7 separate regions of the Mus musculus genome follow, and all the other regions are linked to region 1. The links are chromatin contacts, called in public HiChIP or PLAC-seq and promoter capture Hi-C maps. All regions are on one chromosome and are shown on one strand. Each heading gives the region's core, a stretch centred on a gene start, on an enhancer-like site or on the middle of the called end of the contact. The rest is flanking DNA. Distances are from core to core; before and after follow the strand shown. Region 1 holds the start of Txndc15 (thioredoxin domain containing 15). Region 2 has its middle 6.9 kb from the start of Gm31657. Region 3 holds the start of Tifab (TRAF-interacting protein with forkhead-associated domain, family member B). Region 4 holds the start of Prelid1 (PRELI domain containing 1). Region 5 holds the start of F12 (coagulation factor XII (Hageman factor)). Region 6 holds the start of Lman2 (lectin, mannose-binding 2). Region 7 holds the start of Slc34a1 (solute carrier family 34 (sodium phosphate), member 1).

Region 1 (3,846 bases), core at 744-3,243:
TTATTATTATTATTATTTGGTTTTTCGAGACAGGGTTTCTCTGTGTAGCCCTGGCTGTCCCAGAGCTCACTTTGTAGACCAGGCCGAACTCAGAAATCTGCCTGCCTCTGCCTCTGCCTCCCAAGTGCTGGGATTAAAGGCGTGCGCCACCACCGCCCAGTTACTCTTTATTTTTGAGACAATTTCACTATCTCTCCCTAGATGGTCTGGACCCTGTATATAGACCAGGTTGGGCCTGTAACCCTGAGATCCTCCTGCCTCTGCCTCCAGAGTGCTGAGATTAAGATTTATTTACTTTTTTAAAAAAAGACTTACTTATTATATGTAAGTAGACATCTTTAGACACTCCAGAAGAGGGCACCAGATCTCATTACAGATGGTTGTGAGCCACCATGTGGTTGCTGGGGTTTGAACTCGGCCTTCGGAAGAGCAGTTAGTGTTCCTAACCGCTGAGCCATCTCTCCAGCCCACTAGCTTGCTCTTTATGGTTTGCTCAGCCTGTTTTCTTATAGAACCCAGAATCAACATGCCTGGGTGGCCCCACCTACAATGGGCTGACCCTCCCACATCAGTCACTAATTAGGAAAATGCTCTGTAGGTTTCCTACAGCCCCACCATATGGAGGCATTTTCTCAGTTGAGGTTCCCTCCTCAGATGACCGTAATTTCCCATTTTGTCAAGATTGTAGTAAAAATTAAACTTTTATTAAAATTTTTTATTTAAATAAAAATTATTTACATTTTATGTTTCTGGGTGCTTTGCTTGCTTGTATATATGTGTGCACAGTATGGTACTGATGGAGGCAGTACTGGATCCTAGGAGCTGGAGGTGAAGAAGGCTGTGAGCTGCCATGTGGGTGCTGGAGATCAAACCCTGGTCCTGTGTTCTTAATGAGTGAGTCACTCCTCCAGGCTCAGGCTCTGAGCTTTAAATGCCAGACACTTACAGGACTTAAGTACTCAGGTTAGAGGCACATGCTTTGGAGTTTGAGTGACAGTGGACTAGTACCCAGCTACTAAGTTACTAAGTATTACAGCGTCTTGACTCAGATTGCCAAGACCTTTGGTTCATAACCCTTGGCCTTCTTCGAGAGCAGTATGTACTCTTAATCTCAAAGTTATCTTCCCCTCTCCCCTCCCCCTTTCTGCTCTCATCTCTTCAACTCCCTTCCCCTCCACTCTTTTCTCCTTCCTTTTCCCACCTCTCATTTTTGAGACAAGGTCTCATTCTGAAGCCCAGGCCAGTTCTGGAATTCATGATGTAGCCCAGACTGGCTTGGAACCCACAGTAATTCTCCTGCCAGAAGAGGGCATCAGATCTCATTATGGATGGTTGTGAGCCACCATGTGGTTGCTGGGATTTGAATTCAGGACCTCTTGAAGAGCAGTCATTGCTCTTAACTGCTGAGCCATCTCTCCAGCCCCCCTAAGTGTCATTATCTTAGGAGTCCCAGTGTTAAAACCAACCAACCAATTTGCCAGAAGTAGCAAATTATAGGATAGACAGTTACATACACACATACAGCAGTTATGCGAAGTTCAAATTTTTTTTTTTTTTTTAAAACTTCAGTCTTCGGACCTTCGGAAGAGCAGTCGGGTGCTCTTACCCACTGAGCCATCTCACCAGCCCGCGAAGTTCAAATTTAACTGGATCTATCCTCTGTCTGGCAACACAAGCTAGTGCAACATGCTGAAGTAATACATCAGACTATCTGTGATTTCCCAAGGTTCTGTCCCTCCTCCATTGTGCACAAGTTTCTTGGCCTTTTTGTCTCTTGAAATGAAAGGTATTAACTCCGCACACAGGTTCAGTACGTGTCGCAAGCAGCGAGGAGTTCTCATGGGAATGGCTATTGATGGCTGCTCGAATCCTACTTTGATACTTGTTCCCCAAAAGCGGCTTCCAGTACAGGTCGCACAGGCCTGGCTAGAGGCCGACCGCCCGACTCCAAGATGGCGTCTGCAGCGTCGGCCAGGAGTCAAGATGGCGGCCCGCGGCCACGCCTGCGCTCTGGGCTCTCCTCCCCGTAGTCTCCCTGGGGCGGGGGGTGCGACTCCGGTTGCCGGTGCGCCGATTTTCTTCCACCGCGGTGGCTGTCGCCGCGGCTCCCTGTCGCGCGCCATGCAACTCCTCTGCTGGTGGCAAGTCCTGCTGTGGGTGCTGGGCCTTCCGGCCCACGGCCTGGAGGGTGAGTGCGGATCGGGGTCCGGCGAAGGCGGCTGCGTGGGGCGACGCGCTGCCACCCGCGGGCGGTGCGGGACGGTGCGTGGCGGTGGGGGTGCTGGGCGGCGGAGGCCGAGCCTGCCCAGGCCCCTCGGCGGGCCTGGCCCGATACCCTCTGCGATGCGCACTTTATGATCAGCCGTCAAACGCAGACACCTGACTTTTGTTGTGTCCTGATTAGAATCCCAGAGCTCAGATCTCCTCCAGTCCTTCCAGCCGCCGCGGGAGACTGCTTCCGTTAATACCTTCATTTCACAGGCTGGAGACGAGGAGGCTCGGAGGGAATAAGCTATTTGCCTGTTCGCACTTAGTAGTAATATCAGAGCCTGAGGTCTCTCCGACTTCAAAGTTCACGCTGGAGTTCGCTCTTGCTGGGCCACTGTTTGAAAGTGGCCACTCTAGATTAGTTGGGATCTGTCTGAAGAAAACACCAAAAACCAACATCAGATTCCTGGGGCCCGTGTTTATGTGGGGACCCCTTTAAGTGGGTAAAGGAGCCACTCTGTGCTAGAGTGGGGAGCAGAGAGAGGCCTTCTTAGTTCATGGCTCTTTTATCCACTCCTATTAAAAGACCATTTCTTTCTTTCTTTTCTTTTGGATTCATTTATTTATTTTTAGTTGATTAGTTAGTATTTTTTTGAGACAATGTTTCTCTCTGGAACCTGGCTGTCCTAGAAATTACTCTGTAGGCCAGAGATCAAGAGATCTGCTTGTCTCTGCCTCCCGAGTGCTGGGATTAAATTCCACCACTGCCTGATTTACATCAAACATTTTTTGTTGCTATTGTCCTTTGTTTTGAGACAGCTCAGACCGACCCCCCCTCCCCCCAATCCTCCTGCCTGCCTAGGGCTGTTTCCATTTAGGGATGCCCAACCTGGAACTGAGACTCAGGACCTAAATCCTCTTTCAATATTATGCAGCCATAGATGAGGGCCTGAGATGGAAGCCAGTGTCTGTCAGATCTCACAGCCAAAAATTGAAATTTTCAATCTATTTAATCACTAGCCTTTAAAATGAAGATGTAAGTGGGGCAGTGGTGGTGCACACCTTTAATCCCAGCATTTGGGAGGCAGAGGCAGTCGGATTTCTGAGTTCGAGGCCAGCCTGGTCTACAAAGTGAGTTCCAGGACAGCCGGGGCTGTACAGAGAAACCCTGTCTCGAAAAACCAAAAAAAAAAAAAAAAAAAAAAAAAAGATGATATATGGAATAGTTGGCTCTCTAGACTTCTTTCTCAAAAAGAAGGCACTGGAACAAGCAGAGAATGGGGTCAGAGTGTTGTAATAAGTCTCGGCACCCTCCATCAGTGTTTATTACAGGCCTGTGGTGTTCCTGACCAGAAAGCAGCAAGGCTGGGAAACTGCTCCCTTTGGCCTGTGCTAGCTGTCTGAAGGTTCTAGACGGGTTCAGCAGCTGCCACCAGATGTGGTGGCACAGGCCTGTGATCTTACCCCAGCGTAGGTGGAGGCAGAAGGCTGGGGAGTTCAAAGCCTGTAGCAGACAAAAGAAACAGAACAATATTAGGTTTTTAGTTTCTCTACATTCAGTGCATACATTAATAGTTCCTCACTAAATACTCAGATTTCCCAGAGTTAGTAGTCATTGTGAACTCCTTGCAAAATGCA
Region 2 (4,042 bases), core at 1,008-3,507, 450 kb after region 1:
TGGGAAGGAAATTCACTAAAGCGTTCAAGGAATTAACTCCGGTTCTGAGATAACATAATTTTCAGCTTTTTACTTTAAAACAAAGTAAGACCCACATTTTCTCAACTAGGATGGGCATTTTGTATTTATTTATTCCTATGCACAATGTTTTGGACCTGACAACTTTTATGAAAATGCCATTTATTATGACATGCATACGGGAAAGGGAACAAATTGTGCATTCTGGCTTGTTGGATTTCCACTCAATGAACACAGCCAGCACTGGGGTCAAGCTAAGTCAGTCATACCCACCAGCCATAGCAACTCCTACCCAATACCATACACAAGGAGGACTCTTTTAAAAGATCTATTCATTTTTATGTGTGTCCAAGCCTTCATACATATATATGCACCATATGGAAACAGGAACCCACAGAGGCCAGAAGAGGGTGTTGGTCTCCTGGATCTGGCGTTACAGGCAGTAGTGAATTACTATGGGGGTTGCTGGGAACCTGCAGGTCCCCTGCAGGAGCAGTAAGGGCTCTGTACCACTGAACCATTTCTCCTTGCCTTCCACCCCCTTTCTGATTAAATGTAACAAATTGGATCTGCCTCATTTTACCCTTCATGGGAACTATTTGGCGTGTGGTTTGTGCTTGGTAATTTCCAGTGAAAGCCACTTGCATTGCTTCCACCGATAGTGGGAGGAGAGGAGATGGCACAGGGCAAAGATCTTGGCTTGCTTTCCTGTGATTTCAGCTCCCCTAGTGCCCCCATCGCAGACGAGCACATGAAAAGCTCTTCACACCCATCATCCCAGCATGGAAAGACTTGGATAATAGCATCCTGGGGCCTCACTGGGCAGTCAGTCTGGCTAAAGCAGCAAGATCCAGGTTCAGTAAGAGCGAGATCCTATCTTGAAAATAAGATGGAGGATGGTGGAAGACATCAGAAGTCAGCTTCTGGCCTCTTTGTGGGCACTACTCACAAGTGTGCACCTGTACACACATGCATGCGTTATCTATACAACACACAGGGGTGATGGGGGAGGAAGGAGTGGGGGGAGACGGATAGGGGGAGGGAGACAGATAGGGGGAGGGGGAGGGGAGGGGAAGGGGGGGGAGGGAGAGGGAGAGGGAGAGGGAGAGGAGGGAGAGGGAGAGGGAGAGGGAGAGGGAGAGGGAGAGGGAGAGGGAGAGGGAGAGGGAGAGGGAGAGGGAGAGGGAGAGGGAGAGGGAGAGGGAGAGGGAGATCTGGTCAAGCTCTACTTCTGAGAAATGCTGTGTCCTACCAGGCTGTCATGGTTACACCTCTCCTACAGTCTCTCCCACCTGCCAACACCTCCAGGACTAGGAAGGACTTGGCCTGGTTCTGCCCTCCCAGGCCCCACATCACCAATGCACATTTGTACTTGAGTCTCTTGGGGGGGGGCGCAATCAAGCAAGGTGGAGAAGGGTCTGTGGGCATCTTGCCAAGGGGCACAGGTCTGAAACGGAAAGGAAGTGGGTTTGTGGTGAACAGGCGGGATCAGGTCCTCCAGAAATCTAGATCAGCCCTCCTGTTGTGTTCACGGTCAGTGCTGTGCCTTAGACCCAGAAGCAGATGCTTCCGCTCCCGCTCAGAGATCGCTACCTTATTGCATCTCTCAGCTTAGAGCATTTCCGTTTGGTGGAAAGTCAGCTTGCACAGTGGCCCAAGACAGGCCCAAGCTTTGAGCTCAGGATCAAACAACCTTAGGCCTAGGTCCTTAGCTGGGATTTGGCCTCCAGGGGCCACTCCCCCATTTCTTCTGTGCCTCTGCTGGCCTCATGACTTGCCCTCCCTCTGTGCAGTCAGCGAGAGTCATTCTTCAGATAAAGTTGGTGCGATCATAAAGTGGGCAGGGCGACATTTCTTCCTCCCCGTCCCAAGCCGCGCCTCCACTAGGCTGCAGGAATCTCTGGGAAAATTGTTCTGGAAAAAACCAGAGGCATTTTTTTTATGACTCTCTCCTCACCTAAACCTGCTACACTAGGACAGAGCACAGACCCTCAGGCTCTGACCATTATCCTCCAGTTTGGACTCTGGCTGCCCTGGCTTTGATGTTGTCTACTAAATGACCACCGGGTCACCGGGGAGCTCTGATCTCTCCAGCACCTAATAATTCAAACAACCTGAAGTCAGGAGCGAGCTAATCAGGCAACAGCCCTTGCAGCTGCAGGATGGGGCTGACAAGGAAGGGCGTCATTTTCAATCTGAGGCGCTCACCCTATAGCCTGATGACCTAGGCAGGCAGGCAGGCGACACCCTTCTCTGGCTAAGGAGGGGATGAGCTGCAGTCCTGCAAGAGGGCTGCTGGGCTGTGGCCACCGGTTGGTCGCGGGGTTTGAATCATGGTTGTCCTGGCTGGGCCATCGGGTGAGAATTAAATTTTAATTTAGAAAGTCCTGTCTCCGCAGCCCCGGTGGCCGTCGTCTGGTGATTGACTGGTTTCTTTCACCTTTGCATGCCTTGGGTTTTTACTGGCAGAGGAAATGAAGGCTGAACCCCGGGCAGGAAATTCCATGTACACAGGTGTTTCTGATTAGCCCTGTGCACCTCGGCCAGGGGCACAACCAGGGGCCAGGGATTTCTGTGTGAACCTAGAGCCCCTCTCTAGCCTGGCAGCCGTGGCTGCTTTGTATCTGGGGAAGGCAGGGCAGGACACTTAGGCTGATGCAGGGCAGAGGTGCCAACAGAGTGTCCTGCCTGACCCCAGGAGCCCCAAGACCACCTGTCATCTATACAGGATTGCACAGTCTCTGCTGCTGCAGTGGGCAGCGGGAGCCCCAGAGCCTGACCTGGGAGATTAGCATCCTGAGGTGTGTTTACACATTGTAGGCCACTCTTCATGTGGCTGACCTGCCCCCATTTTCACATCTTCCGAAGGGCTTAGAGATCCTAAAGTACCCCCTTCACTTAAAAGGACATCTTCAGAGGGGTCAGGAAGGGCAACCTTGGGCTTGGTCTGAGATGGCCATCTGCAGAGGTGGTTTCAGAGGCCGAAGTAGCAGCTTCCCCATCCCATCACGCCTCTGCCGCTGTGGGAATATTCCCCCATTAGTCCCTCGATAGCACGAACAAAGGCACTTAGGGCTCCCATTCAACCCAGATGCTATACCTTGAAAGCAGAGGAGCCCAGAGAAACGACACAGAGGCACGTTTGGTACCACGGAGTAAGTGACCACCCCCACCCCCAATCCCACCTACCTGATTTCACATCTGTAAAATGGGCATCATAAGAACGCCGTGTGCTGAATCAGCATGTGGGGTAATGAAATATTTTCTGTCGACTATCAGGTGCCTGCATGGCTAGAATAGAGCTGACAGAATCCATACCTAGTTCCCACTTGGGCATATGCACCTTGAGAGCAGCTCCAAGGGAATTACCCCAAAAGTACATTTTAAGGGTGCATTGGATTATAGCTTCAAACACAGCCCAAGATATTCCAACACTTCAAAGGCAGATGTAACAGGCATAGACCCAGAAAAAAAGCCTAGTATACAAACTTGTCTATCTCGATTATTTGGAAAACCAAATAATTGTAAATGACTGCTTAGGTACTAATTTTAAGTCACTAGTAGGTTACTGCAGCACAGCAACGGAGGTAGAGGTGAACGTGTATAAGATGCTAAAGTTCTAATCAGCCTAAGACCTGTGGTGTCAGCAGAGGACAAGACTAATGTGACGTCAGATGTGTTGGGGGAGCTTGAGAAGGCCCTTGCCCTACAGAGGACACGGAAGCAGGCCATCAGCCTGAATATGAGTGGCTTCAGACAGAGGTTCTTGGCATGAGGTACAGACTGGTGATGTGAGACTGATCCACACCATGGTCAGCCGTGTGTGTGTGTGTGTGTGTGTGTGTGTGTGTGTGTGTGTATGTGTGTGTGTATGCATGCATGTGTGCAAGTGTATGCATGTGTGTGTGTGTGGGTTGCCCACCTGTGCTTGTACAGGTATGAGATACGTGTCTTCCTCTATCACTCTCCATCTCCTGCCCTGCCCTGCCCTGCCCTGCCCTACTACCTCCACCAAGCAAATGTT
Region 3 (3,817 bases), core at 16-2,515, 460 kb after region 1:
AAGACATGTTCTATCTTAAACTCTGTGGGGAAAACATTGCTCATCTTTCAGGGCCTGGTTCAAATGCTTTCTTCCCTGAGGAAAGTGACCTTGTCTCTGTCCTGTGACATCAACCACAAGGACACCTGGCCAACCCCTAACTTTTCATGTTTGCATTCCCCCAACTCCCAGGCTCCCAGAGTTCCACAGGCTCTTGTCTTCCTCAAGCTCCACTTCTGTCTCCCAGGCATAGGGTATGACCCACCCTGTAGTCCCTATAGCACCAGACCACAGAAAATGTCTGGAGGCATACCTGCTAAAAAAAAAATAGGTAAGGATATACCCACATACAGAAGTCATCTCTCAGCCCAATGAAAATGGGAGCCTAGTTCTTGAAGGCTGTGGGATAGGGAGCCTGTGCTAGTTTGCCAGGCTTTTGCGCTGTTGTTTTTTGAAGGTAGTATATCAATGGGGATATAGTTGGTAGTGGGGCCTTGTCCCCCCATTCCCCCGAGGATACCCTTTCCCCAGCAGACAGATGGATACACCTCAGGCTACTGCCTTCTGACCCTGAAGACCATTTCTTCCTGAGGCAGGATTCAGGTTGAGCCCAGGATGGAGGGCTGGGCACCAGTGCCCTTGGACTTGGTGAGAGTACAGAGTTCATCCTTTACAAAGTCAGTGTCATGGCCCAATGATATTGAAAGTAAACGTGGCCCTGTGGGATCTCTCTCTGAGTGCCGAGCAGTCATGTCTGATGGAAGCAGCACTCCTGCAGAGGCAGACTTGTTTGTCTTGGATCCCAGTTGATTGGGGAGAACAGAAACCCAAACCTCTTAATAGTTACCATGGCTGCTGACAAATGGAAAGGTGCTGGCTCTGGCCAGGGTTCCTCTCCTAGCCTCACCAGCCTCCCTGGGGGTCCTGGTCCCCACGACCTTCACCTACCTTACCTCCGGGGTACACCTGGCACTAACTCTGCAGCTGTGTGATCAGGCAGGACCTGGGCTGGAGGAAGACCTGGGCAGGCAAGCGCGTCCGTGGTTCGGGCGTGCACTGTGTCAGAGAGCACGTCAGCTCTGCCGCTCTTCCTTTTTCCTCTAGGAATGAAATTGAAGTATTATTTTCTCTTGCAGAAGTGGAACCGCTTGCTTGAGTTGTGAAACGGGTGCCTCTCTAGGAGGGGCCTCCGGATGGTACGCTTTCCTGGGTCTCGGTGCTCCAGCCTCTATTATTTCAGCCTCAGAGACCACAGAGTATCAGCTTCTTCTGTCCTCTGAGGGCAGAGAGCTGCTGACAGGGAGTTCCTGGGTTATGAGGTTCCTTCCAACTGTCTGGGGTTGGTCAAGGAAGCCGTACGTAATGGAGGATCTCTAGGGAGTCTCAGAAGAGACTGAGACACAGGGGAAGGGAGCCTGTGGGCACTCATGGGAAGGAACAGGAGCATGTGGGTACTCATGGGAGGGGACAGGAGAGCATGAACACTCATGGGAAGGGACAGTAGTGCATGGGCACTCATGGGAATAGGCCTCATTTATTGCATGCAGAAGGCCACCTGCTGACTTTGTCCCATTTCTCTCCTTAAAATGACATTTAAGATACTGTACTTCTGAATTAACCTGCTTGGCATAAGACAGACCTTGGATGAGATCTCCGGAGTACAATTGCCTACCTTTTTTTTTTTTTTTTTAGTTTTTATTTATTTATTTATTTATTTATTTATTTATTTATTTATTATTGTATGTAAGAACACTGTAGCTGACTTCAGACACACCAGAAGAGGGTGTCAAATCTCATTATGGGTGGCTGTGAGCCACCATGTGGTTGCTGGGAATTGAACTCAGGACCTTCCGAAGAGCAGTTGGTGCTCTTAACCACTGAGTCATCTCTCCAGCCTCCTACCTTCTTTATTTTCTGATCCCATTGCCTTTTTTTCCCTCAGGATCCTGTCACTGAAGAGTGACTTGCTGGCCCAGCTCAATGAAACAATGATGACATCTTAAGATGGGCTTCATTGTATATATTCTATATGTATTTAAAATACATAAACACTTATGTATGTATTATTAAAGCCAATCTAGGTGGAATGGTTACATATAGTTACAGAGTTTCAAATTCCTTTCCATTGTCCAGGATGCAAGGACATAAACTGCTGCTAGACATAATAATGTAAGGACACGTGCTCTGATTTCATGTATAATCGCTAAAAGAATAATAATGTCTCTGTAATATCAAGCTAATAGATGGAGAATGGGACAAAAAGCAGTTTCAATGAAGGCTGTGTGTGCTTAGAAAGGCCAGCAGAATAAGGAGGACACATACGCAGGTGGAACAAGGATAGCCCAATCCTGGCCTACAGTTGGGTTGGGTAGAACGAGAGAGGGGACCATCATGCATTGCTTTCCCTGAGCAGAGACTCACTCATTCCAGAGGTTCTCCCGCTGTCTGCTTTCAGGAGGATTTGCTGATGTGCTGAGTCCTCCAGCACAGTGCCTTCGAGGCTCAGAGGCTGCTTGCTCTTCAGGGGAGCTCGGAGACCCAGCTATTCCCCAGTCTACCCTAGAGTCAGTGATTTCATCACTGACTCCAAAGCTCAGAGGTGACTTACCAGGGTCACATAATCAATCTCCGGCACAACCAGGTGAGGACCCCGGTGGACTGATCCCCAGTCCCCAAGGCCTGCCCATAGTGGAATTCCTTGTTTGCTGGGCCACAGAGTCCCTCTAGGCCATGCTTTGGGGATAGTCTTCTGGGTCTGGGATGAGGGGAGTTCTTACTCTGTCATCAATGATTCGGGCTAGGTGGGAATGAGCCAGGCTGCCTCTCAGAGCCACTGATGGCTGGGAACAGGGTGCTTTTAAGAGGCATTTAGCTCAATGGATGGATGGATGTGGCTTTAGAACCTCCACCTGCCCTTTCTGCACCCTTCCCCCACCACCTGTGCCCAGGTCCTCCTGGCATTGAAAGAGGAGGAGTAAAACAGGGTGACAATAGTAGCCCAAGAAGTGGCTCCAGCCCAAGGAGTAGCTCCAAGGATGTTGCAGGCTTACTGATGGCCTGGGAGGATGAAAAGCCATGTGTAGGTTGAACAGCTGGATAGGACCTCAGGCTCATTGCCAGTGCTGTATCCTACTCCATGAAAACAGCCACTGTTAGCATTTCTTCTAGGCTCTGCCTCACAGTTACCTGGCAACAGCCAGGTGTGCCTGACTCACTATAAAAGGGGCTGTTTGCCCCCTCCTCTCTTGCTCTCTTCCCTCTGTCCCCTCTCTCCCCATTTCCCTCCCCTCCCCTCTTCACATGTTCATGGCTGGTCTCTATTCCTCTTCTCTCTCTCTCTCTCTCTCTCTCTCTGCCCCCCCCTTTCTCTGCCTCTACTACCCCCTCAACTCCCCTCCCCATGCCCTAAATAAACTCTATTCCATACTCTATGGATGGTACCTTAGGGGGAAGGGATGCCTCACATAGGTCTGCAGGCACCCCTCCCACCTCACCATACCTCACTCTACCAAACATATCCCTGGCTTCTTTTTCTTTTATAAAACACAAAAGCCACAACCTCAGATGGATGGATGGATGGATGGATGGATGGATGGATGAGTCAAAGCCCAAGAGCCACAGTGAGGTGCCTCAGGGACTGACTGCATACACAGAGCTGGGTGAGTCTGTTGCACAGAAGGGCACGTCTTCTGAGTCTTTGCCTACACAGGTCTCTCAAGCCTGAAGACAGCCAAGCCCTTCTTTCCAGAGGAGCTCCATCTCAGTGTTCCCCATGTCTACTGGCCTTCTAGTTTACACAATAGCTCAGTGATGATCACTGCTTCTCTGACTGCAGAGC
Region 4 (4,214 bases), core at 1,126-3,625, 390 kb before region 1:
GTTAGAAGCCCTGGTATTTGCTCTACACTCAGACATGTAAGCACTAATAAAAAGGCCATAAGAAAAAGAGCCCATTGTTTATCCATGGTTTCAGTGATAGTCTTAGGAAACTGTTACTTGGTTCCAGATGGAAGTCTTCATATAAGTGAGGCCCACGTGGCCCCAGGAACAACTAGGTGTTTTGACACCCAGTGCACACAGCAAGGAAATGCATCAATTTTATTTACAGTTCAGAAGCTACTTAAATAGTCTGGACAGAAGCCTGGGATTCAAGTCAGCCCTTACTCCTCCTCATGCCCACAGTCAGCCCAATACTTCCTCCGTTCCATGGGCCAGCACAGGCAGGTGCCACCTCTGCTGTGAGAGGCACCTGGAATAGCTCAGACGCTTGACCATTCCAGCCCAGACAAGAGTCAGGTCCAGCCCCTCTGGGAATTCATCTAATTCCACTGGGCCAGATGAGTGGTGACTCAGTGATGACAACAGCTGTAGAAGTAAGGGTTTGCCTTCTGGCTCAAATCCACACCTTTGTCCTCTGTCAAAGAGAGGAGAGGTGACTGCTCAGCACTACTATTATGTCGGGGCATCAAGTAGGTCACCAAGAAGGCTGGGGACCATGAGGAAGTACACACCTGTCATCACCTGGAAAGCAGCCACACTGACGTAATCCTCAGCCACTTTCTGGAAGAGTTCATCTGGCAAGCAAAGAATCAGTGAGGGCCTGAGACCAGCAGCCCTGGGTATCCCAGTGGCCCAGCCCTCTGAACCTTTCTGCTCTACTGTCCTGCCTGTTCCTGCTGACAGGACCCAAGACAACACTCACCCACACTTTGGCCTGTCTTGCTGGATGTTTCAAAGAGTTGGGCTTTGATATCTGCAAAGAGAAGTGACTGTCTTCACACTTGGGGAGCACACCTAAATGTAGCTAACAGTTCAGTCTCCTGAACCACACAGGTTCAAGAAGGCCAGAAAGCAACCAAGACTGTCATTCCCATCTTTGAAATACACTCAGGCAGATAGTACCCGCCCCCAAGCCCCCATCCTCAGAGACTTAAAAACAGCTACTATCGGCATAGTCCTGAACATCATGGAAGTCTACACGACGGCGCCGCCTGTCTTCCTCCAGCAGGTCACTCTTAGTGCCACACAGGTAGATTTGACAGCCCTGTAGCAGAAGACAAGGCTGAGATTATCTCCACAGACCAATACAGTCTCTGTCCCTACTCTTGTGATATCTGGCCACCTACCTCTTCTAAACTGCGCAGCTCCTTAACCCAGAACTTGGCTCTCTCAAAGCTGCTGCTGTCAGTGAGGTCTTGGTAAGGGTAAGGCAAGAGACACATAAAGATCAGCGGCTTCCCTCTGATGCTGGCCTGTAACCTAACCCTTACTACTTGAACACGCCAGAATTCAACCCCTTACCATAACAGACAATTGCAGCTTTAGCACCCCGGTAATAGATTCTGCTCATGGCTTCGTAGCGCTCGGAACCTGCTGTGTCCTGAGGGGTGAAAGGAGTTAATAAGCTCCTTCACAAGACTACAAAATAGGCCCCATCTTCCAGACAACCCCCCCTCCTTTTTTTAGACGAGTAAATGGGTGTGAGGAAGGAAAAACGACCTCTATGAGGCTCCAGTTGGCTGGTTTAAGAGGCAAGACATTAAATTCGGGAGACAGGTTTGCACAAGACTCTGTTCTCAAGGGACTTACCCAAATGCCCAGAGTCACCGTCCGGTCTCCAACGCACATCACCTTGGCCACGAAAGCAGCCCCGATGGTCTACAACCAGGGAAGAGATAAGTGTGGAATACTGGCCGGACCCCTTCCTCCCATGCCTGCTCCGCAGGGGTGCACTCACGTTCTGATAGGGCCCCACCAAGAAGCGGTCGTGCACGTATCGTTCCACCAGGCTCGTCTTGCCCACGTATTCCTTGCCCAGCATAACCACCTTAACGTCCACGCGCTGCCCGCTCATGCTCCCTGGGCCGCCTCACCCACTTCAGGGTCCGCGCGGCCCAGGCAGAGCCCAAGCCTCAGACCCCAACCCCAAGGGCCTCGCACCTCGCAGGCCCCTGGCGCCTCGGCCCGGGGCGCTCCGTCCTTTGCAGAGCCGCGGCGCGGGGACGCGGACAGCGCCCTCCACCGCGCCGCAGAGCCCTGCGGTGCTCACCCGCGCGACCGCCGCTGCGCCCGAAGCTCCGCTGCGCCGGGGTTACCGACTGAATCTGGGGTCCTCGTAGCTAACTCCAAACAGCACCTCTGGGACTGGAAGCCAAGAGGCGGGACGCCCGGTCACGTGACGCGGGCGCCGGAAGTGGCCGATCCTATGCATCCGGCGCCGGAAGCGTCGTGCAGTCCTATAACCCCTGATGGCGGCGGTAGGGACCTGGGCGCGGTCCTGCGGAGATTGAGCTGCGAGCCTGGCGGGCGTGCGCCTAGCCACGTCCCCCCCACCCCCGGGCTCTTCACCCTGATGCTGCACGGGTGCTGAGCCCGTCCGGGTCGGGACGATGGTGAAGTATTTCCTGGGCCAGAGCGTGCTCCGAAGTTCCTGGGACCAAGTGTTCGCCGCCTTCTGGCAACGGTACCCGAATCCCTATAGGTACGTGGCGTTGGGTAGAGCGAGTCGCCTTCCTCTCTTCTTCTGGAGATCGCACCGTAGGCTGTCCTTCAATAGTGGAGTTTGAAAGACTGGACAGAGTCCGATGTGGGCTATCTGCGGAACTGTGGCCACAGTTATAGCACAAAATCCTTATAGGATTAGAATCAGTCCAAGCCTCCAAAGTCCTCGAAGAAGATTGTCTAGTTTGTGATTTATATTGGGCTCTAGATTTCTATTTTGCAGTCCAAAGGTGGTTGGACAGGAAGAGGCGGCAGCACGGGAGTTGAGCGGTATTTCGGGGCCAGAAATCCTGAGGATGGTTTGCTTACCTGCTGCTGGCGCTCTCTAGTGGTATAATTCTTGAGATTTTGCTCGCTTTGGAGAGCCACAGAATCCATGTCGGGTGGAGGAGGGAGTTGGAATTTGCCCGGGGATAGGTTCAGTGTACTCTAATTCTGAACCCGGGCACAGATCACAGATTGCAGGCAGCCATGACCTGGAGGCGCTAAATAGGAACCAGTAGACATGCTGTCAAGAGCAGGCTCCTGAGAATCATCTTTAACTCTTGCAGCAAACATGTCTTAACCGAAGACATAGTGCACCGGGAGGTGACCCCCGACCAGAAGCTACTGTCCCGGAGACTCCTGACCAAGACCAACAGGATGCCACGTTGGGCAGAGCGACTGTTTCCTGCCAACGTTGCTCACTCCGTGTACATCCTGGAGGACTCTATTGTGGACCCCCAGAATCAGACCATGACCACCTTCACCTGGAACATCAACCATGCCCGGCTGATGGTGAGACTTCCTTTGCTCCCTCAAAATAGTTGCCCTTCAGATTTCAGGCAAGAGAGTTGTGGGAACTTCTGTGGCCAGAGGCAGGCCTAAAATACCAATGAGCTGCATCTCTAGAGTTCTGCCCTTAGATTGGTCTACCCTTTCGATTGGTCAGATTCTCTGGGACTGTCCCTTGGCTCTCAGATGGTGGGGAAAGACACCCCTGTTCTTTTTTTCTTTTTTTTTTTCCCCGAGACAGGGTTTCTCTGTGAAACTCTGGCTCTCCTGGAACTCATTTTGTAGACCAGGCTGTCCTCGAGCTTAGAAATCTACCTGCCTCTGCCTCCCAAGTGCTAGGATTAAAGGCGTGCACCACCAACCACTGCCCGGCTGACACCCCTTTTCAAAGCTTGTTACAAGTACTGTGCGCAGAGCAGTCAGTTGGTGACATGCATGCATGCATACATATGGGGGGGGGGGTGGCTTTCAGGAATGATGCTGATCGAGAAAGGGAGGCTGTGGCTTCCCTGTTGGAGTCACATCAAGTGGAGATAACTGGGGTGTGCCTCGGTTTGTGCATGAGATTTGAGGAAGTGCATTATATGGATCTTGTATGCTTTGGAAGGCTTGAAAACCCATGTTTGGGAATGTTCACACAGTGTGAATAACCTTCGAGCTTCTAGATGATTCTTTCTCGGCTTCTGTAAGCCTGAGAGGTGGAAATTGTGCGTTTCAAAAAAGAAAAACTTTATATAAAGATGTGCCACTCACAATCCGTGAGTAAGGCACCTTTTCCTGCCCAGCACTGTCTGAAGTCACCTCAGCTGAGAGCTCTG
Region 5 (3,850 bases), core at 1,175-3,674, 290 kb before region 1:
AAAAAAAAGAAATAATTATTGGGGCTATGGGAGGGTTTGGAGGGAAGAAAGGGAGGGGGATGATATGATTATATATATGTATATATATATGTGTATATATATATGTGTATATATATATATACGTATACACACACACACACACATATATATGTGTATATATATATATATATATATATATATATATATATTGTTTTTGTTTTCGAGACAGGGTTTCTCTGTGTAGCCCTGGCTGTCCTGGAACTCACTGTGTAGAGCAGGCTGGCCTCGAACTCAGAAATCTGCCTGCCTCTGCCTCCCAAGTGCTAGGATTAAAGGCATGTGCCACCACTGCCCAGTGATGTAATTATATTATAATCTCAAAGAGAAAATGAAAAAGAAATCACTGTCTACTTCAGGGGAACACCGTGAGGCTTAGTGGCAATGCTTGGGACATTGAGTCCAGGACTCAGTAGGTGCTCAACAAATGTGTTTTGTTTCTTCCTCTTCTTCTTCTTCTTCTTCTTCTTCTTCTTCTTCTTCTTCTTCTTCTTCTTCTTCTTTTCTCCTTTTAGTGGCAATTTAGCAACAGGGTGATAGAGAGAGGGAAGGGTCCTAGAACTTGGAGACAGGGGGCCATGGTGGGTCAGGTTGAAAGGGACAGCAGCTGATTGGCTTAGAGTGGTTAGGACAGAAGCCTGGAGGGTCACACTGAGTTGGGCTTCAGTGAGAGACATCACACTACAAGCCTCAGCTTGACCCCACAGACAAGGCTCACTGTGGTAGAGTTCTGTACTCACAAGTCCTATAGCAGGGTTTGGGGCAGGATGGGGGTGGAACCCTTCACCTAAGTCAAATTTACTAAAAGTTAAGATTTTTTTTCTTGGGCTGGAAAAATGGCTCAGCATTTGAGATCTACTGTCTGTTCTTGTAGAGGTCCTGAGTTCAACTCCCAGCAACCACATGGTGGCTCACAGCTATCTGTAATGAGATCTGATACCCTCTTCTGGCATACAGGTGTACATGCAGATAGAACACTCATACATAAAATAAATAAATAAATCTTTAAAAAAGAATTGTTCTTTCTTTAATTAATTAATTATTTACTATATGTGTTGCTGTCTTCAGACAGACCAGAAAAAGGCATCAGATCCCAGTACAGATAGATGGTTGTGAGCCACCATGTGGTTGTTGGGAATTGAACTCAGGACCTCTGGAAGAGCAGCCAGTGCTCTTAACCTCTGAGTTATCTCTCCAGCTTAAGAAAGAATTTTTTCTTTAAAATTAAAAAAAAAAGGAATTTTTTCCCCTCACAGTGCTGCAGACCAAACCCAGGTGTGTGTGCGTGCATGTTGGGCAAGTGCTCTGCCAGTGAGCTATGCCCTAGCCTAAGAGCTAACATGTTAGGGCATTTTCCTGGCAGCAGCATCTACAACAATGAGGAACCCTTTCTCCTCAGCAACCCGTCTAACTTTTCAGACAGGGAAAAATGAAGCAGAGAGTAAACTCACAAGTGAGAAAGTTAGGGTTTGGAGACAACTTGGGGTGTCTGTGATCTTGGGTGAGTCTAAAGCTCTGTTCTGGCTCCCATCGCCCACTGAAGCTCTGAACTCTACCGGTTATGTCTGACATTCTCCAGGAGTGTTGAAAGGAAAGGGAGGAAGATGGGGAAACTGGCGAGCACTTGTTGGTGTGCAGGTGTGATGACATCATCAGATGACATCATCTCCAACACTACAGAGTACCTGCCAGGCTCTAACACAGGCATCCAGGACAGCCCAAGCCTGGCACTCCGGGCACACATCTGAATCTGTAGGCACCCAGGTTTAAATGTCAACGGAACAGCTTGGCTCAGGATCCCTCCTTGCTCCAGAGGCCTGAGACCACGCAGGCTAAAGCACAGCCATCCCCACAGAGTAGATTAGGAAAAGAGGCCAGATCACTTACCCACTGTGGGCCCATCAGGTGCGTCCTTAAATTTCTTGGAGTCTTTCCATGGTGGAGCCTATAGGAGAGAGAAGGCAGGAACATTGCCCACAATGTTAGACTTCCCTTGATCCTATAGGCCTCAACCTCCTGCCACCTCGCCAAAGTACAGGATTTCCTCACAAAGTGTAGCCTTCCTTTCTCTTCTCATTGACTCCCCCACAAAAGTAGCCTGTGTCCTCACATCCACCAGCATGGGCTGCTACCTCCTTTGTTTGGATCTTCTGGGCTAGCTGTGCCTTCCCCCAACCCCCACCCCCACCACAAGTCTCTCAGTCACCTGAACTAGCAGGTGACAGGCAGAGGCTAAATCCGGAACAGGGACCCCTCACTGCCACTCTGGCTCAATCCCAGTGTCCACCGTCCTCACCGAAAGTGTCAGATCCAGACTCATCAGCAGAGACCCCAGGAACAACAGAGCCGTCATGGCGTCTGCCGATGGCCCCGCTGCCTGCCCAGGAGTGAGGATCAATAGATGCGGGCAAAGGTCTCAGAAGCTTCAGAGGTAGAGATTGGTCAAGCTTGCTCCTGGGTCTGAGGAGCAAGGGCTTCATGGGAGACCCAGCAGAACAGCGCTGTAGAAGTGTTTTGAGCAGGGAGTCACTGGTGGGAGTAGCGGACTGAAGAGTTAGGTTCCTGCCCTCCATTTTCCTGACTTTACTAGGATGGTGTTCCAGGTCCTGTTGAGGGTAAGGTAAGAATGATGGGACAAAACCTGCTTTCAGAATCTTACAGAATGCTTATGTGACCTTCCTTCATGCAGCTTCCTTCTGCTGTGTGACCAATTACCACACTCTGAGCACCCTAAAACAATGCCCCCCAAAACTACTTTTACGGATGCACAGACCCATGGGTAAACACTTGGTGCTGCATAGTTAGAGTTTCTGCCCAGATCATCAGAACGCTGAGGTTCAAGCTGAAGTCTCTGGAGCCTCTAAAGTGAGATCCCCCCCCAGGTCCTGGTCAGAACTCACTTCCATGTGGCTGCAGGACAGATGTCCCAGCTTCTTCTCAGCTGTCGACCACGGCTACGTGTGATTTCTACATTTCTGGCCACCTACTTCCTCTAACTTTAAAGCCAGTGTCAGGGCTGGAGGTGTCGCTCAGCAGGTATGGACTTTAGATCCAAAGGATCCAGGCTCTATTCCCATCTACCTACAGGAGGGCTCAGAGCTGTCTATAACTCCAATTCCAGGGGTTCTGATTGCCTCTTCTGGACTCTGCAGGTATCAGGCATGCACATGGTGCATGGGCATGCATGAGGGAAAACATTGTACATAGAATAAATAAATTAATTTTAAGAATTAAAAGCAATAAAACAGAGGGTGGAGCAGAGAATGTCCCTGCATTGAATTGCTTCACACTGTGTCTGCTTTGCCAGGAAACTTCTGGTCCCTTTTCAGGGCTCATCCGATTGGGTCAGGCCCATCAAGGATACTCCCACAGAGTGAGAGTCCATGGCGGTACATGATTTTACTGCCATGATGCAAAGGCAGGTAGGTCTGTATGAGTTCGAGGCCAGCCAGCTGTCTACACAGTGAGTTCTGGTTAGTCAGGGCTGTGTAGCCAGACTCAATATGGGCCCTTAATCACAGTTGCAAATTCTTTTCCTCTGGAGACACTATGTTTCTCAGGTTGACTTAATTGTGATTCTCCTGCCTGCTTCAGCCTCCCTAATTTCCTGTGCCACCATGGCCACCTACATCGGCAAATTCTCTTACAAAAGGACTGGGGATGTGGCTCCTCGGTGGAAGCATGAGACTCAGTGGCAGAATGCTCGCCTAGGATGCATGGCCTTGATTCCCGGTGCCTCAAGGAAATATTTTACAAAATAACCTCAATCACGGTCAACTTGGGTCACTGGGAGCAGGCAGAAATACACAGGGAT
Region 6 (4,275 bases), core at 636-3,135, 350 kb before region 1:
AGCCCCTGAGGGAAGAAGGCAACCAGGCAGACAGGCTGGAACAAACTGACAGAATGACTGGAGATGTCAGTCATGGAGGGACACGCTGTGCTGAGAGAATGTAGTTTTCCATTCATGAGAGAGCTCAGGCTCTAAGGGACAGAGCCAAAGCTGAAGGAAGAGGGTAACCACAGACGCCCCTAGCAGCACTGTGGAGGCAGGAGGCAGGGAGAGAGGAGGTGCTGCGGGGACGAGCCAAGTGAGGCAACACAAGGACAGTGTAGTCTCCCAGAACTAATGGCAAAATCAACCAGAAGGGCCAAGAGAATACAGTGATGGAGAAAACTAGGCCACTGCTGACAGTAGAGGGAGAAGGGAGGGTTAGACCAAGCAGGCTAGAGAGAAGCAGGTTTCTTTTCAAGCCATGGCCTATCCCTAAATCACTTCTTTTCTCCCCTTGGACAACCTACACTCCTTGGTGTAGACATTGCACAACACTGTTACCACACCAAGGCAATAACATCTCTGGCTCCCTGCTCTCTAAAGGCAAAGGCCACAGCCAGTAAGTTCAGTGTAGATATAGCTAACAAGACTCTCAACCTAGCACAGAGAAAGGTAACTAGGACTGTTAAATATCTTGAAGGGGGGTTCTCCCATTGCTAACCAGGAGGCATCGGGTGTATCAAGGGAATTGATAAGAGTGGAGATCAGAAAGATCAGTTGAAATACTGTTTATTCTATTCGGTGGCTATATACTACCTCAGCATAAAGTCACGAAATCTATTCATTCCAAACACCTTGTTTGAGAACTAAATCTGGTAAGGTTTGGCAAGGTCAGTACCCTACACACAGTAAAATAGGCCGTAAGGATAAAGTTTCGCCCTTCCCTCGATTAAGTGGGTTCGATTTAGTCTGACAACTCCACTCATTTCTTGTTCTATGACTTCAGGGATGTTCAACTCTGCACCTTGGCTTCTTGCTTCGTAAGCCATCAAAAAAGCAGACATCATTACTTACCTTGTGTGATTTCTGAAGAAAGAGGTGAAAGTGTTTTAAGAGTCACGCACACTTTCTGACATACAGTAACTATACAAGTCGCTCTGAACGATCTGTGCGACCAGGACAGAAAAATCGGCAGGACAAGAAAAAAAAGGAGCACGTGTATCTACTAAGCTTGGTTGCTGACGAGGCAGGGACTACTGTGTCAGTGAACGGTCATGTTCAGCCTCTTGGGAGAGCCTCACCTGGTGGTTCCAGATCGAGCCCTCTTTGCTGCGCTCGTCCGGGGTCAGGCGCACGTACTGGCTCGTCAGCATCGTGCTGCCTTGGAAGTCCCAGAGCGGCATGGAACTGGAACCGACCCCTGTGGGCAGAGACGGACGTGGACAGGTGCTCAGAGGGCCGCGCCAGAAATCTACTGCGCTGCGCTGCTCTGCTCGACAGAACGGGCCATGCCCTCCTCCATCCCACTTCGGCCCGCGTCCTCACCCTCAGCTACAGGCCTCCCTCACCTTGGTAGGGCTTGATGAGCGAGTGCTCCCGCTTGAGGTGTTCGCTGTTGCCGTCGGTGATATCCGCAGCCACCGGCCCCAGCAACAGAAGCAAATGTAGAAATGTCGTGGGGCTCGGGCCGGGGCCAGGAAGCCCAGGCCTCCCTGGGCACCGCTGACCCCAGCCCCAGCCCCAGCGCCAAAGCCAGGCCTCGGCCGCCATTCTCCTTGTTCTCTCGGCCACTTCCGCCCTAAGACTTCCGCCTTCCGGGTGTCTTTTCTAATGGTCTCCGGCCGGAAGCCCTCCAAACTAGGATCACAGGAGAGTTAAGAAGGAAAGCCTCGCCGCCAGCGGGATGGCAGCCTTATTGGCTGGCCAGCCTCCTATCCCAGTAGAGCGCGGCTCCATAACTTTGGAGGTTCCTGGTCGCCTGACAGCCGGCCACGGCCGAGGGTTCTCATGAGCGACAAGGGGATCCAACCAATCATGGAGCAGCACGTTAGGCTTGCAGGCCAACGAAATGCAGAGGTCTCTCCTGGGACGGGGGAAAGCGAGCAGCGTCGTCGAAGCGGAGCATGCTGGAACTTGTAGTTTCGCGGTCTGCTTGTGCAAGCCGAGCACCCTGCTCAGTCCTAAGCTTCTGAAAAGATGGTGACTTTGAAGTGACCTTTCCAGTACAGTGGGAAAGCCTCACTGGAGTGACTCGGTGGGTGGGGCAAATCCTTTAGGCCACCTCAAGCTAGTACCACGCCTCTGGAGACTTAAAAGAGGCCAGTTATTTGAGGACCTCCTCTACCCCGCAATGACTCCAGCAGTCAGATAGAAGCAGGAGGAGCAGATCAGATTCTGACCTGGAACCTCAGGGAACGCCGGAAGACATCTGACTCCAAAAAGTATCAGTTCTTGTTGACACACCAAGTGTGTGTGGAAGGACCCAGGACAACTGGCTCCGGATAGTTGAACACTGTGGTCTCTAGCCCAGATACCATTCTATTGTACCTATTAATCTACTTAGGAAAAAGTTTAGTTGCCAGTACTATTTTTATTTTTTTTTAAAAAAAAAAAAGGAGCTTAAATTTACCTTAGAAATCCTGATTTCAGGGGCTGCAGAGATGGCCCAAGGATTAGGCGTACTTACTGCACCAGGCTGGCCTTGAACTCACAAAGATCTACTCGCCTCTCCTTTCTAAGCACTGGAATTAAAGACATGTGCTATTTATGCATGCCTTCCAATATACTTTAAATCATCTCTAGATTACATGTAACACTTAACAAATTGTATGTAATAGTGATGTTGATAGGAAACCCCAAAAAAGTTTGTGTTCAGTAAAAAGTGTGCTGGCTAGTTTTGTTTTGGTTTTGATTTTGGTTTTTTGAGACAGGGTTTCTCTGTATAGCCCTGTCTATCCTGGAACTCACTCGACAGACCAGGCTGGCCTCAAACTCAGAAATCTGCCTGCCTCTGCCTCCCAAGTGTTGGGATTAAAGGTGTGCACTATCACCGCCCAGCAGAAGTGTGCTGGCTAGTTTTATGTCAACGTTTCACAAGCTAGAAAGGAAGGAACATTTGAGTTGAGAAAATGCCTCCATAAGATCTGGCTATAGGGCTGGAGAGATGGCTCAATGGTTAAGCGCACTAACTGCTCTTCCAGAGATCCTGAGTTCAATTCCCAGCAACCACATGGTGGCTCACAACCATCTGTAATGAGATCTGATGCCCTCTTCTGGTGTGTCTAAAGACAGTGTTAGTGTCCTCATATAAATTAAATAAATAAATCTTTAAAAAAAGATCTGGCTATAGGACATTTCCTTAATTAGTGATTGATGCTGCAGTAAGGTCCACTCCATGGTGGGTTGTGCAATCTCTGGGCTGGTAGTCCTGGGTTCTATTAAAAAACAAGCTGAGCAAACCAGTAAACAGCACCCTTCAACAGTCTCTGTATCAGCTCCTGCCTCCTCCAAGTTCCTGTCCTGTTTGAGTTCCTGTCCTGACTTTCTTTAGTGATGAACAGCCAGTGATGTAGAACTGTAACCCAAATAAACCCAATCCTCTCAAAGTTGTTTTTGGTTACAGCAATAGTAACCCTATTTAAGACAAGAAACAGGGCTGGTGAGATGGCTCGGTGGTTAAGAGCACTGACTGCTCTTCTGAAGGTTCTGAGTTCAAATCCCAGCAACCACATGGTGGCTCACAACCATCCGTAACAAGATCTGACACCCTCTTCTGGAGTGTCTGAAGACAGCTACAATGTACTCACATATAATTAAAAAAAAAAAAAGACAAGAAACATTTTTTTCTGAATATCTCTCATCTATGATTAGTTGAAACCACAGATCTAGATCCTGTTGATATGAGGGTTATGTTTATAGATATATATTGTGTGCATGTGTGTGCACATAAATATATAGAAAGAGAACATACCTGTACAACAAAGGCCTCCCTGCTTCTTGTCTCCTAACGAGCACCCTCTTCAGAGATTTCCCTGCACCCGTACACGCATTGCACTAAACTTCACTTGAGGGCTGAGCTTGTCAGGTACAGTCCCAGCTGAGTCCCAACAATGTAGAGAAGCACACCTGGGAACTAATTAGCTGGTGAAAGTATATTTGTTCTAGAACCTGTCATTGGGTGGTGGAGAAGAAGGAGGAGTTCATCCAGGGTTTGTCTGCAGAGGCAGCAGAGCTAGGGTGTGAACTGAAAAAGAAGCACAATGGAACAGACGAGGAGTTTGTGGTATCTGAGCATCGTAGCGTATTCCTGCAATCCTTGGGAAGCAGAAGCAGGAGGGTCAGGAATGCAGTCAT
Region 7 (3,998 bases), core at 1,283-3,782, 320 kb before region 1:
GAAAATGCCCTTCAGACTTGCATACAACCCAGTCTTATATGTAAAGCTGACATGAAGCTATCTAGTACAAAATTTTCTCATTTATTTTATTTTATTTTATTTTATATGTATAAGTAATTTGCCTATCTATCAAGTGTGTGTGAGATGTCTGGGGAGGCCAGAAGAGGGCATTAGATCCCTTGGAACTGGAGTTACAGAAGGTTGTGAACTGAACCCAGGTCCTCTGGGAAAGCAGCCTAGTGCTCTTAGTCCCTGAGCCATCTCTTCAGTCTCTAAATCCATTCTACTTACTATTCCATAATTGCTAATCCTTTGCTTCCGATCCTCATGACTGCTGGAACTGCTCTCCAGAGCAGGGTAATTGTCAGAGGGAAATGGGTATCTGGACTGGCAGTTATAAACCAATTTGAAACTGATCTTAGTGGCCCACACCTTTAATCCCAACACTTGGGAAGCAGGGTTTGAGGCCAGTCTGCTGTATGTAGTGAGTCTCAGGACAGCCAGAACTACATAGTGAGACACTGTCTTAAAAAAAAAAAAAGCAAGCCAGGAGTGGTGGTGCACACCTTTAATCCCAGCACTCGGGAGGCAGAGGCAGGTGGATTTCTGAGTTCGAGGCCAGCCTGGTCTACAAAGTGAGTTTCAGGACAGCCAGGGCTACACAGAGAAACCCTGTCTCAGGTGGGGTGGGGGGTGGGGGAGATTTGGTCAAGCAAATTTATGGTCACTCTTCCTAAAATGTGAGGGTGCAGCACAGGGTCAAATCGCTTTCGTAGCACTGTGCAGTGCCTTGGGTTCCATCTTCAGCATCAAAAAGCCAATTCCGGTTTTACTTCCCATCCTTTCCCCTTCCTTTTGAGCATTCTTTGGCCTAAATTATTGCTTTAGGTAGAGCTGGAATCTGACCAAGCTGGGTCTGTTCTGCACTCCTCGCCACTGCACAGAGAGCCCTCGGAGAGTCACTATGCCCAGACCGTGAAGGACTGATCAGTTAACCTTGCTTAACTTGAAGCAGGAATGTGCAGAGGGGCCTGTCTTCTGTGGTAGAGAACAGTTAGATAAATGTTACCCTGAAGACACTGAGTGGATCTGCAGTTCCAGGGACCCTGAGTCATCAGAGGACAGCTGAGGAGTCTTGAAGCTCTGTTGGCAGAGAACCTCAAGGTGACCCCAGAGCCTGGTCTCTCAACCCTATCCCTGGCCCATCACCCCTGCTCTTGTTGTGGTTTCCTCTTCTGCTTCCTCAGACATCCCAACCTCAGCCCAGCCTGCTTTGCTCCCCCTGAGTTAAAGGAATTCATCCTCTTCCTTCTCTTGAGACACCCTGCCCTGCTGTAGAACACTCTAGTGTGGTGGTTCTCAACCTATGGGTTGTCTGAGGGTTCCCATTTCACAGGGGTCACCTAGGCCCATCAGAAAACACAGGCACTCCCATTAGGATTCACAACCATAGTAAAATTATAGTTATGAAGGAGCCATGAAAATAATTTTATGGTTGGAGTCACGACGATGGGAGGAAATATATTAAAGGCTTGCAGCGTTAGGAAGGCTTGGAACCATTGCTCTAGGGTACCTGCATTTGTCATGACACTTGGTTGCCATTTCTACTCGCTTAGAGATGACATCATTTGCAGCCGTCTCCTGGCCAGACTTTGAACATCCTGAGGGGCAGTGGCTGTGTGTGGTTTTACTTAGGACTGTACCCCAGCATCTAACTCAGAACTTAGGATCTACTATGCACTCATGAATCACTTGTTGGGTTTGGGGATGTGGCTCCCGTGAACTCTTTCCCACAGGACTTACTGCATATCATGCACTTCCAGATCCCAACTGTTCCTCTTCCTCCTTCCCAATGCCTCTGGGAAGCTTCCTGTCCCCTGTTTCTCCTGAGCCCACCTTAGTTCAGCCAGGCCACCTCTTCCCCGGGTCTCTCCTCCGCATCTCAGCTGCTGCCCCTGCTTCCAGACACTCCTTCTGACAGATCCCATAGCAACACTTTAAGAAGGATGCTAAACCACAGAGCCATCTCTTCTTGGTCTGGGCAGTGACTCTGTGATCTCTTAATCTCACATCGTGATCCATTGTTCAGCCCTGCAGACCCTCCACGGTTCAAAGATGCAGCCTCACTGGGATTCTCCCCTGGGCTCCCCCTTCTGTTGAAGTGTACCCCTTAAGACATACACAGCCTCACAGACATCCAGATGCATGGCAAGGTCACCAGATGTCTGGGTCACTCTCTGGGGAGTCCTGTCCATTCATAAGCCAAGAATGGACAGGAGACACAAAATTGCTTTTGAGTCCCTAAGAACAAGGTACCAGAGGGGTGTCGGAGTCTCTGTCCATGACCAGGATGAGCCTGTACCCTGTGGGTTGTGATTTGTGCTGGTGTAGTGAGAGAGGACAGTCTGACCATAGGCTCCCCCTGCAGAGGTGAAGATTAGCAATTAACTGGAAGGAATCTTGGGGGTAAAGTTAATTTAATGGGGAAAAGAGGGAAGGCAGCTAAAGTTCTTCTAGTTCATTAAGGACTTTGCCCTTGACCCGAGGGTATAAAGAAGAGGGTCTTAGTTCCTCTTTAGACTTCCCCAAGCAGCCGGGCTGGAGCTGAGCCACAGTCAAGGTGAGCCCAGGGCCCCTGTGTCCCAACCCTACCCCTATCCCTTCACCCTAGCTCTTTCTGGGTTTCCTCTTCCTGCTACACATGACATCCCAACACCAGCCCAGCCTGCTTTGCTCCCCCTGAGCTAAAATAATCCCTGCTCTTCCTTCTCTCGAGAGCACCTGTCCTGTCCTGTCCTGCCCTGTCCTGCCCTGCCCTGCCCTGCCCTACCCTGCCCTGCCCTGCCCTGCTGTGAACACTCTAGGCATAGTGGTACCTGAATTCGTCACAATACCTGGTTGCTATCTCTATTCACTGAGACATTATACATTTGCAGCTGTCTCCCCACTAGACTTTGAGAGCAGTGGCTGTATGTGTCTTTAATTGCTACTGTACTTGAGTGTCTAACTCAGAACTCAGCAAACACTACGCATTCAGGAAATACTTCCTGGGACTGGGGATGGGCCTCAACACTGGAGTGCCTGCCTCCTATGATGAGGCCCTAAGTTCCATTTCCAGCAAAACAAATCAGCTACAAAACCCTACTGGGTGGATGAATGGCTGCTTAGGTCTGTGACAAGCACCTGGGTGTCCATCTCTAGATGTGTCTGAGGATGAAAAGAATCACAGACCCTAAGTTGGATATCATCTATGTGGGTATGAGTGTATGAATGTCCCAGACACAGCAACTGTCAGATTTGTCCCAACCTTTTGATATGCAGGACTCATTGTGGGTGCCCAACATGATGTCCTACAGCGAGAGATTGGGGGGACCGGCTGTCTCCCCACTTCCAGTCCGTGGGAGACACATGGTGCATGGGGCAACCTTTGCTTATGTGCCCAGCCCACAAGGTAAATATTACTCCTATACCCTGAGACCTGCTTGCCCACAGTTGGCTACCTGCTGTCCCTCTACCTGTTTCTTCTGGGTTGCTGAGGCCTCTGGGAAGTCCTAATCAGTCTCCCTCCTCAGTCCTGCACAGGATTCCTGGAACATCCACCTATGCCATCTCCAGTCTGAGCCCGGTCACCCTCACAGAGCACAGCTGTCCCTGTGGGGAAGTCCTGGAATGTCATGACCCACTACCTACCAAGCTGGCTCAGGAAGAGGAGCAAAAGCCAGGTAGGCCAAGTTGGGGAGCAGTGGGATTATGGGCGGTCACTTGCTCTAGTGTTCTGTCCACTGTCTTCATGTTTGCCCCACCTCCAGAGCCCAGGCTGTCCCAGAAGCTTGCCCAGGTTGGCACGAAGCTCCTGAAGGTGCCTCTGATGCTGGCTTTCCTTTACCTCTTTGTCTGCTCCCTGGATGTGCTCAGCTCCGCCTTCCAGTTGGCTGGAGGTAGGGCCCAGGTGGAGAAGGGCAGGGAAAGGGTTCAGAAGGGTCTCAGTTGACACTGGC

What was found. Promoter capture Hi-C pulls out the DNA fragments that hold promoters and counts their contacts. HiChIP or PLAC-seq counts read pairs in DNA pulled down with a chosen protein or histone mark. Capture Hi-C pulls out chosen DNA fragments and counts their contacts.
Region 2: an H3K4me3 HiChIP or PLAC-seq map of bone marrow-derived macrophages shows a contact between it and region 1, with 3 times the contacts expected there. The contact joins the enhancer-like site here to the promoter of Txndc15 in region 1. A contact is called at or near these places in 6 of 39 promoter capture datasets (the C10 cell line, frontonasal cranial neural crest, hippocampal neurons and 3 more), 2 of 115 datasets of contacts at active chromatin or transcription factors (bone marrow-derived macrophages and embryonic limb bud) and 2 of 9 other capture datasets (embryonic trunk and pancreatic islet).
Region 3: a promoter capture Hi-C map of the HPC-7 cell line shows a contact between it and region 1. The contact joins the promoter of Tifab here to the promoter of Txndc15 in region 1. A contact is called at or near these places in 3 of 39 promoter capture datasets (the C10 cell line, the HPC-7 cell line and embryonic stem cells).
Region 4: a promoter capture Hi-C map of liver shows a contact between it and region 1. The contact joins the promoter of Prelid1 here to the promoter of Txndc15 in region 1. A contact is called at or near these places in 8 of 39 promoter capture datasets (the HPC-7 cell line, cranial neural crest, frontonasal cranial neural crest and 5 more), 4 of 115 datasets of contacts at active chromatin or transcription factors (embryonic stem cells, large pre-B cells, pro-B cells and 1 more) and 3 of 9 other capture datasets (adipose tissue, liver and macrophages).
Region 5: a promoter capture Hi-C map of liver shows a contact between it and region 1. The contact joins the promoter of F12 here to the promoter of Txndc15 in region 1. A contact is called at or near these places in 4 of 39 promoter capture datasets (the C10 cell line, cranial neural crest, liver and 1 more), 1 of 115 datasets of contacts at active chromatin or transcription factors (thymic regulatory T cells) and 3 of 9 other capture datasets (adipose tissue, liver and pancreatic islet).
Region 6: a promoter capture Hi-C map of liver shows a contact between it and region 1, with 2.4 times the contacts expected there. The contact joins the promoter of Lman2 here to the promoter of Txndc15 in region 1. A contact is called at or near these places in 11 of 39 promoter capture datasets (the C10 cell line, the HPC-7 cell line, cranial neural crest and 7 more), 2 of 484 Hi-C or Micro-C datasets (CD4 T cells and muscle stem cells), 2 of 115 datasets of contacts at active chromatin or transcription factors (the SCID.adh cell line and regulatory T cells) and 3 of 9 other capture datasets (adipose tissue, liver and pancreatic islet).
Region 7: a contact with region 1 is called in a promoter capture Hi-C map of second pharyngeal arch cranial neural crest. The contact joins the promoter of Slc34a1 here to the promoter of Txndc15 in region 1. A contact is called at or near these places in 8 of 39 promoter capture datasets (the C10 cell line, cranial neural crest, erythroid cells and 5 more), 1 of 484 Hi-C or Micro-C datasets (embryonic stem cells) and 3 of 9 other capture datasets (embryonic tail, liver and pancreatic islet).

What each region holds. Positions count from the first base shown.
Region 1 is chr13:55,712,657-55,716,502 of GRCm38.p6, forward strand. It overlaps Txndc15 (thioredoxin domain containing 15), which reads left to right and starts at 1,994. Exons shown (of 5, transcript NM_175150.3): 1 at 1,994-2,188. The coding sequence starts at 2,122.
Region 2 is chr13:56,157,699-56,161,740 of GRCm38.p6, forward strand. No RefSeq gene overlaps it. Among named protein-coding and RNA genes, the nearest start is that of Gm31657, 6.9 kb to the right of the region's middle. Within about 2 kb of position 2,258, at least 103 of the 459 cell types and tissues checked have an H3K27ac peak or open chromatin away from gene starts, as enhancers often do. A contact at or near this core is called in bone marrow-derived macrophages and embryonic limb bud, where this site is marked.
Region 3 is chr13:56,177,620-56,181,436 of GRCm38.p6, forward strand. Tifab (TRAF-interacting protein with forkhead-associated domain, family member B) reads right to left here and starts at 1,266. Exons shown (of 3, transcript NM_001168615.1): 1 at 928-1,266. It overlaps Gm31657 (a long non-coding RNA gene), which reads left to right. Exons shown (of 8, transcript XR_382472.1): 3 at 2,435-2,620; 4 at 3,532-3,638.
Region 4 is chr13:55,319,680-55,323,893 of GRCm38.p6, forward strand. It overlaps Prelid1 (PRELI domain containing 1), which reads left to right and starts at 2,376. Exons shown (of 5, transcript NM_025596.5): 1 at 2,376-2,602; 2 at 3,174-3,399. The coding sequence starts at 2,511. It overlaps Rab24 (RAB24, member RAS oncogene family), which reads right to left and starts at 2,301. Exons shown (of 8, transcript NM_009000.3): 1 at 1,859-2,301; 2 at 1,711-1,779; 3 at 1,423-1,501; 4 at 1,248-1,315; 5 at 1,066-1,165; 6 at 824-874; 7 at 633-695; 8 at 1-535. The coding sequence starts at 1,975. The coding sequence ends at 471.
Region 5 is chr13:55,424,380-55,428,229 of GRCm38.p6, forward strand. It overlaps F12 (coagulation factor XII (Hageman factor)), which reads right to left and starts at 2,425. Exons shown (of 14, transcript NM_021489.3): 1 at 2,333-2,425; 2 at 1,924-1,981. The coding sequence starts at 2,389.
Region 6 is chr13:55,360,898-55,365,172 of GRCm38.p6, forward strand. Lman2 (lectin, mannose-binding 2) reads right to left here and starts at 1,886. Exons shown (of 8, transcript NM_025828.3): 1 at 1,491-1,886; 2 at 1,224-1,342. The coding sequence starts at 1,692.
Region 7 is chr13:55,397,116-55,401,113 of GRCm38.p6, forward strand. It overlaps Slc34a1 (solute carrier family 34 (sodium phosphate), member 1), which reads left to right and starts at 2,533. Exons shown (of 13, transcript NM_011392.2): 1 at 2,533-2,620; 2 at 3,322-3,451; 3 at 3,573-3,722; 4 at 3,810-3,938. The coding sequence starts at 3,343.